2 separate regions of the Gossypium hirsutum genome follow, and region 1 is linked to region 2. A link is a contact called in public Hi-C data. All regions are on one chromosome and are shown on one strand. The core of a region is the stretch at or near the end of the contact, and the rest is flanking DNA. Distances in the headings are between cores, read along the strand shown. Region 1 holds the start of LOC107950791 (pentatricopeptide repeat-containing protein At3g21470). Region 2 overlaps LOC107950785 (transcriptional corepressor SEUSS).

Evidence for each region. Hi-C and Micro-C count contacts between places; a contact is called where the count stands out from the background.
Region 1: a contact with region 2 is called in a Hi-C map of leaf, with 1.7 times the contacts expected there. The contact joins the promoter of LOC107950791 here to the enhancer-like site in region 2. A contact is called at or near these places in 3 of 34 Hi-C or Micro-C datasets (leaf and petal).

The regions. Positions count from the first base shown.
Region 1 is chrD03:19,495,689-19,499,904 of Gossypium_hirsutum_v2.1, forward strand. It overlaps LOC107950791 (pentatricopeptide repeat-containing protein At3g21470), which reads right to left and starts at 2,829. Exons shown (of 1, transcript XM_016885748.2): 1 at 772-2,829. The coding sequence starts at 2,706. The coding sequence ends at 1,051.
Region 2 is chrD03:18,683,034-18,687,284 of Gossypium_hirsutum_v2.1, forward strand. LOC107950785 (transcriptional corepressor SEUSS) reads right to left here. Exons shown (of 10, transcript XM_016885743.2): 10 at 3,681-4,251. The coding sequence ends at 3,881. It also overlaps the pseudogene LOC107950093. Among protein-coding and RNA genes, the nearest start is that of LOC107950785, 9.9 kb to the right of the region's middle. Within about 2 kb of position 2,983, at least 6 of the 9 cell types and tissues checked have an H3K27ac peak or open chromatin away from gene starts, as enhancers often do.

The DNA.
Region 1 (4,216 bases), core at 1,579-4,078, 810 kb after region 2:
CTGTATGAAGCCAGGACAAGAAAGGGTTCATACAATTTCAATACTGAAAGCAGTTCCAGTGTCATAAATCAAGGAAAACATACTTTGTCCCCTTATTGCTATGCAAGCTCAATCAACTTAAGAAGGCCAACCTTTTTGTTGCCCCCAGCAAAAATTCTCAGTCAAATAATTTCTCTTCAATAGATGCAAAGGCTTGAAAACAGTAGCCCCTATTTTCTTCATCCCATTATCAACATTTGCAGGAATGATGAAGATTGTTCCAAGTGTTAAAGGCACTTATGTCTTTCTTATTGGTAACGTCTCCCTGCAAGATAACACAAACCAATTTTCTTTTGTTACAACAAACAAGAGCACTTCTAAAAGCTTCATTTGGTGAGAAAGATTGACATGTGAAGATGAAAAATTAGGAAATTTTAAAACAAAGACAATTGACTTAACTGTCTTAATATTAGATTTTACTATCTACAGTAAAATCTTTTCCCAATACTTTGGAAGTGATGAATTTGTTCATAATTGTATCTAAAATACTGTTGTATACAGTATTTAGTATCTTTAACTTTCTTCTTTAACTAGCATGCTAACAGTTATACCTTAGAAAAAACAGATGTAAAGTTACACTCTGAAAGCAGCCTAAAAAAAGGCATTCGGATCAAAACCTAAAATAAAGCAACAATGATTGTATTAGTGATAAATAAAATAAAAGGAAATAATAATGCTAATATTATCTTAAGAATTAAAAAAGAAGTTTGATTAATCTAACATAAACTGGTATGAAAAATAAATCAGCATCCTCTTTATTTCTTGTCTGAAATGGAGATACCATTAACTGACTATGTATTTTAACCTACAATTTCCTTTTACTAACAATTAATTTTTAATTATGACAAAAGTATTACGAAAAGGGGGAAAAAGCCAAGAACTCCTTTTGCAAATTAACCTATTTAACCAACCCCTACAATCTTCTGCTACATTGGGATTTGCATTGTCAAGCTCACGCATCGGTGCATAGTCTATAATGGTCCAAGAGCGATGGGATGGTATCTTATTCGATCAAAGTTGATGGGAACTAATTGGCAGCTCCATACGATTGGGTATAATTGAACTGAGTCCTGGATTCTTTTGAAATCCCTTGTTCACCATTGCTGTCCTCATTTTTTCAGCCTTTTCCCATCTGTCTGAAGCTGCATAAATATTTGACAACAGTACAAGATGTGAATTATCCCCAGAATCCATGTCATCGTCCACTTTACCAACCTCTTGCATCACCTGCTCTACCATATTTGTATCCAAATGAATCCTGCAAGCGCCAAGCAGAGCTCCCCAAACTACATCATTTGGCTTTATTGGCATTCTCTTAATTAAATCGAAAGCTTCTTTCAATCTCCCAGCACGTCCCAGAAGGTCCACTAAGCAACCATAATGCTTGATGCTTGCTACCAAATCGTAAGTCTCCATCTTGGAGAAAACATCTAACCCTTCATCTACACACCCTCCATGGGCACAAGCTGATAGAAGAGAAAGGAAAGTAATGTCATCTGGCATCTCATTCGATTCTTCCATTCTTTTAAAAAACTCAAGAGCTTCTTTGTTCTTTCCATGAATAGCAAGACCTAAGATCATGGAATTCCAGCAGGCGCTTGTCCTATGACTCATTCCTTCAAATATCAATCTTGCTTGGGCTAAATCCCCACACTTTGCATACATATCCAATAATGCATTCAAAACAAACTGATTAGCCTTCATTCGCTTCTTCTTAATAAGATAATGGATTTCTTTTCCAATATCTAATTCACCTAACTGTGCACAGGCAGATAAAACACTTGTGATGGTAACTTCATCAGGTTCAAAACCTTCATTTTGCATTTTCTTATACATGCGCAAAGCTTCCTCACAGAACCCATTTTGTGCATAACCTGAAATCAATGAATTCCAATTCACCAAATTCCTAACAGGAATTCTATCAAAAAAGTTCCTTGCTTCCTTAACATTGCCTCTCTTACAATACCCAGAAATCATTGATGACCAAACAAAGTAGTTCCTTTCGGGCATCATATCAAAAATCTCCCTTGCAGCTTCTAGTTCTCCATTTGCATTATACCCGTCAACCATCACTGTCCAAGTCACCACAGTTCTTAACTCCAATGGAACTTTCTCAAAAAACTGTCTTGCTTTGAAAGTATCTCCACACTTGGCAAACCCATCAATCATCTCAACCCAAGTCACTGAATTTCTTGTGATTGGCATCTTTTCGAACACATCCAATGCAGATTCTCTATCCCCATTTTTAAAATACCCACCAATCATCGCGTTCCATGTCACCACATTTCTCTCAGGCATCTCATCAAACACCTTCCGGGAATCAATCAAATTACCGCATCTTGAATACATGCTCAGCAAGGACGAAGCAATATGTAAATCAATGGCCACCCCAAATTTGATAGATTCGGCATGCAAAGATTTGCCATAAGTTTGGGTTGAAGCAGAAGCACATGCCTTGAAAATCAAAGGAACCAGACCAAATATATAGAGTCCTGTTTGGCGTATTTGGGTGTATAAAGAAAGCACTTGACTGGTAGTTCCTTCAGAAAGGTGGTTTCTAATGATGTACGACCAACTGGTTTGATTTGGGTTTGAATTGTTTTTGGCTATATTTTCTACGATTCTAATGGCTTCTTTTGGGTTTTGAGGCAATTTTGTTGTTTTCATTGTCTCCTAGTTTTAATTTTTAAGGAAGTGGGAAAATAGGGATGTAGTGATCATCTTCAATAAATCTTGTATTGTACCGTTAAATATAAAATTCTTACTCTTTCCAAGACATCCATAAAAGATCTCATAGTCTCTATCTCTATAATTTTATTTATTTAAGTAGGATAGAGACGATCCGAATATTTTAATTGTTTTTACATTTCAAGTTAAAATAAAAGGTTGTTGATTTTAATTTTATCAAATTATTACTGAATTAAGTGATTGGGCTTTAAAACTATTATTGTATACCTTTCTATGTTTACATCACTTGCATAAATTAATAGCTCTTATTCTTTTTTTCTTCTATAATTTAATTTTTTTTTCATAAAACAACTTTAAGCATTAGGAATCAATGAATTAAAATTTAAATAGCTTTCTTCTCTAATCTTCAACCTTGACCGTCAGATCGATTTGGATCTAAAATATTTTCTTATACTTGTTGATGGTTACTCTGATCTATGGTATTCACCGTCAAATCATTGCTTGGAGTTCATTAGTGGATTTTAAAAAAAAACATAACAATCTAGTGACTTAAATAAAATGTTTTGAATAGTTTAGTAACTTAAATGTAAACTTCCAAATAATTTCAATAACCATTTTATAATTTTTTAAAGTTAAGTGACCAAAACGTAAACTTACCAATAATTTAATAATTTTAAGTGTATTTTACCCTAAAATAAAAAAAAGTATAGACTAAACTATTGACTTTGTTTAAATTGTTTTTTTTATCTAATAATAAACTTAGTACCTTAATACTTACATTCTATCAACTTAATCCTAAATATAACAAATTCAACAAATTTAGCTCTTAAATGTCTCAAACTTGTAACAAAGTGTCCATTCTAGATCCATTTCCACAATAATCTTCTCTTGATTGATAAACTAAATCGTGATCCATACGAACTTCTAACCATTTCACTACCGAATCCGCACTGGAATCCAATTCTGCAGCTGAAACCAAATACTGTCTATAAGAATCTGATACTTTCCTAGTCGAAAACTCTCTTTTATCTGAAGAAACATCTTGGTGGAGTCCCTTTCTCAGAGCCAAGCCGCAGAAGGGACCATTCCCAGTTTCAGCCTCTCGACTCAAGAAAACGAGTCCTAACAATCCAAAGATTTTGCCAATATTCAGCAAAATACCCTGCAGTTGCTGCAACAAGCCACGAATCCATTTCTGAAACTACCAACACAAAACTAAATCCTTATTTCGATTATCGACATCAACAATTTCCATGAATCCAAGTTTGAAAAAGAGAACATCATTGGCCTTACAACTCAAACATCCTTTACTAATTCAGCATATTAATCAAGTGTAGGATGGAATCTTCATGAAACTGAAAACAATATGCAAGCTAAGGCTGAAGCAGCTGAAAAGAATCCATTTAAAAAAAACTACCAAGTTCAATACCAAGATCAATTCTCATGAATCCAATTCTGAAAGCGAAAATATCATTGGCCTCACATCTGG
Region 2 (4,251 bases), core at 1,733-4,232:
AGAGTTGACAGAGTTGAAAGCAGGATGTGAATGAAGGAAGGTATTTATAGGTTAAAAAATTTGATCGTTGTCCCCCTTAAATTTTTTTACCGTCACAGTGCCAATGTTCAAAAAAGTCGTTAGTTTTTTACCGTTGAAGGAAAACGCGTCCAACTAGCCGCACTTTCATGTCACCTGTGCAAAAAGCGTACCCAGCTAGACGTACTTTCCATTTCTATCTCCTAAAAACAACTTATTTCCTTAAATAAAAAAAAGGACTAAAACCCTAATTAAAAAAATACAACAGCCTTTAAGGCTAATTTAGCCGGGATTTACACAAAATTTTAAGTCAAAATATTATAATATGTAAATAGTATTTTTTTCATAAAAATAGAATTTTATATTGTAATAAAAATTAGATCTTTTTTTTTCTTCTCCTTTTTCAACATTTTTTTTTTCTCTACCTCTCTCTCTCTCTCTCTCTCTCTTCTTCTTTGTTCTTCTTCTCTTCCACGATGAACCCTCTGACCATCGTGCTTCACCGTTAGATCGACATGGGATTCCAGGCAAAGCTTCCCTTCCCTGAGATGCAACACCTAACCATTCAGATAGGCTTAAAACGTCTTGGAGCGTAGACTAAACCTTGGACCAGTGAAGAAGATTCTTCTTCTGTATTCTCTTTTTATTTTTTATTTTTGTTCTTCTTCGTCTTCTTCTTCTCTCCTCTCTCTGCCCCCCTTGGTTTGGACTTCTTTTGTTGTAAATGAATGGTGTGGGTACTGGGTTTTGGCTTCTAGTTTTAGTCTTGACTTCTTTTCTTGCAAGTGTCAATAGGGATGTTGTGCGTAATTTGCGTCTGAAATAGGGATTGATTCCAGTTTCAGACCATGGAGATTGGTGTTTCTAACAGGCAGTGAGGGCTTTGGCCTCACTTGGTCTAAAATGTGACCGTAGATCTGTTAGCATCAACGATGAAGCGCTTGTTCAAATTTCGGAGTGTTGCTGGAACTTGACTCGTCTTAAGTTCTGAGCATGTCAAAACTTAACCAATGCAGGGGGTTGTAGAAGAAAAAGAAGACGATGATAATAAAGAAGTAATGGGTTGTAGAAAATTTATTTGTTTAAAATGAGAAAAACAATAGGCTGCAACATTTTCCACCTGAAAAGTAAAAGATTGAAAATGAGAGAATATTGACTTGTTTCAAATGAAAATAAGATGGACTTGTACTTTTATTTTAATCTAAGCATTTTAAAATATTTTTAATAATTTTTCTTAATATAGTTGAGCTAAAAAGAAAAAAAAAATTATTTGCATGTTGTCCTTCCTGATTGTTTACCAATTTAGACTTGACTCATCCTACCGCGGGATGGACATTCATTGGCCCACGTGTCAAAATCTTATAGAAATCAACACTGTCAGTCTAAAATTTCAAAACGTTATATGAAAAAAAATTGAAGTATAAAATTATACAAATTAAAAATACGATTACCACATTGTTATTTTTATTAAAGTACAATGAGATTTTTTTGTCATTGTCCCCAAAATATTTAACTACACGTATCAAACACTTTAAAATAAGAGAAAATGCTCTCAAACAAGAGAAAATACCAATATATTTGACTTGGTGCATTTGAAAACTAAAGACTTGAGTTCTTACAACCCTTTAGCAATATAGGATTCTATAAGCTTGAACTTCTTTCCTTATTTTCTTACTAATTAAACCAACATTTTCAATTAATCTGAACACTTTTCAAATCTTATATCAAATTTTCTAAAAAGTGTGACGCAATTATCTAAAAATTGACTAATAAGTCTAAATGAGAGAACCTTTACAAAATAATATTAAAACCTTAAATTTTCTCTCTTTATAGACACTTAATCAAAATTGGTTAAATGTTAACCGATAACATTGTATCAACTAATATATATACCAACTCTTATCAACTAAGTGATTTAAATAATATTTTATCAAGTTATTGAAAGGAGTGGGAAGTGGACTTCCTCCCCCCCCACCCCCACCCCTAGCATTTGGTTATTTTAGAGTTGTTGGAAAAATTTTACCTGAATTTTACCTTCAACCCTAACAGGAATGGATGAGAACAAAATAAAAATAAAAATTTTAAAACAAAGACTTATAATCTTGATTATTTTGAAGTCCTTTAGTCAAACAATACTTCAAATTGAACACATAATTAGATTTAAACTTATTTGTGCCATAGAACATGCATCATTAAATTTATCGTTATCCTACATAGAATTTAGCTAGAAAAGATGCCAAAGAGAATATGTAATTAATGGCGTTATGTTTCTGTAATAAATGCATTCCAATTTATGTTTTTATACATTAAAGAAAAAAAAAGCCTTAACGGCCTAGGGGGTTCACCCCATTTGAACAATGAATGAGAATTTTGTGACCAATCAATGTCTCTAATACAGATGAAACTCATGAATACTCTCAAGTGCTTTATTTCCTTTTCTCGATGTAAACTTCACTCTAGTATTAAATATTATTCACATGAACTTTGCACTCTTTCCACCAACTCATAATTTTTATTTTATTTGCCAAAAGAATATCTTAGGCCAGAAATTTCAAAAAGCCCCCAAGAAGGGGAAAAAATTCACTTGCTTTAACATTTTATCATCATTTTTCGAAGTCTCAGGGAAGAGCTAGAGATGGCTCTGGAAACACTCTTTTCAATTGAGCTCAGTTCGCAGTACCACTAGAGCTAATGTGCTGCAAAGCTACCTTCATTTTTCTTCTCTTGAGAAGGTCCATTTGCCGACATTTAGAGGACCCAATAAACCCAATTTATCATTCAAATCATCTTCACCTTTTTCACATTCATTTACTGGCAAACCCCAAAAATCCAGGCTCATCTGCAAAGATAGTGAAGCAATTGCAGGTATATGCAGCTGTTTCTTTTCGTTACTTTTAGCATCATTATTGCAACACGCATAGCCCTTGCCTAAGAGATATTTACAATCTGCAGTTGAAGAGGTTACCGAAGCGACCTGGTCAAAGCTTGTGGTTAGCTGTGACACACCAGTTTTGGTGGGAGTTTTGGGCACCATGGTGTGGACCCTGTTGGATGATTGAGCCAGTTATCGCTGAATTAGCAAGGGAATATGCTGGAAAGATTTCTCGTAACAAGCTCAACACTGATGACAGCCCAAACAATGCGACGCAGTTCGGAATCAGGAGCATCCCGACCATCATGTTTTTCAAGAACGGGGAGGAGTGCATCATTGGTGCAGTACCCAAGTCTTCCTTGGCTGCTTCCATTGAAAAATATATTGATAATTGAAATGCATATATATATATAGCAGAATACAAAACAAAACCAAAGCTGGCTTGCCTGCTATATATAATGTAAGAGCAAACGTGGCTTATGTATGCCATGCTATGGTTACTTGAGTACTTGGCTTGTGATGGTAAAATACAGTACAGTATCTTCATACCAAAAACAAGTGTCAACCTATTGATCCAAATTAGTATCAGAATTATTGTGTAAACGAATTAAACCTAGTTTCAGAAAAGGCTTATTCTGATTGCAAATTTCCTGAAAAAAAGTTGGGTTCAATCCTATCAATCTTTCTTTACATCTTTGGCTTCAACCATGGTGCAAAAGGTTTGCATTAACCCTAAAAATAAATTAAGGTAAACAATATAATACGAAAATGGAGCAACTTAAAGATGAGATGCTTCAAAACATTTCATTTGATAAAAACACTATGTTATATGTTTCACTTTTCTGAAATTGGTACAAAGTGGGAGGGAAGCGGCCCTTTCATCTATCTCCTATCATATAGTGCTGCGCCAGAGGCCACCCGCTGGTTTTCATGGCTGCAAAACACAGCAGCTACACCCCAACATCCATCACCTTTCATTTTGGCCATCTTTCATGGAGAAGTTTTCCAATCATATTGAAGACTATTAAAACCATTAACTGCTCCTAGTCCACTCAGTAGCTGGTTCCCCAAATCCTGTTGCTGTTGGTGATTCATACCTTGATCCCGAGCCATTGATGCCATGCCATTACCTACCCTTCCATTCATCATCGAGTTATTACCCATGGCAGCTCTGATTCCATTCACTATAGCAGATTGGCCAAGCCGCCCACCACCCATTGTGCCAAACCCACCACTACCTATACCAGAACTATTGTTGACAGTTCCATTACCCACCATACTGTTGCCACCATTGACAACTGTACTGTTACCTGTTGGCAACATTCCATTTAAACTCTTCACATCATTGCCTAGAGTGCCAA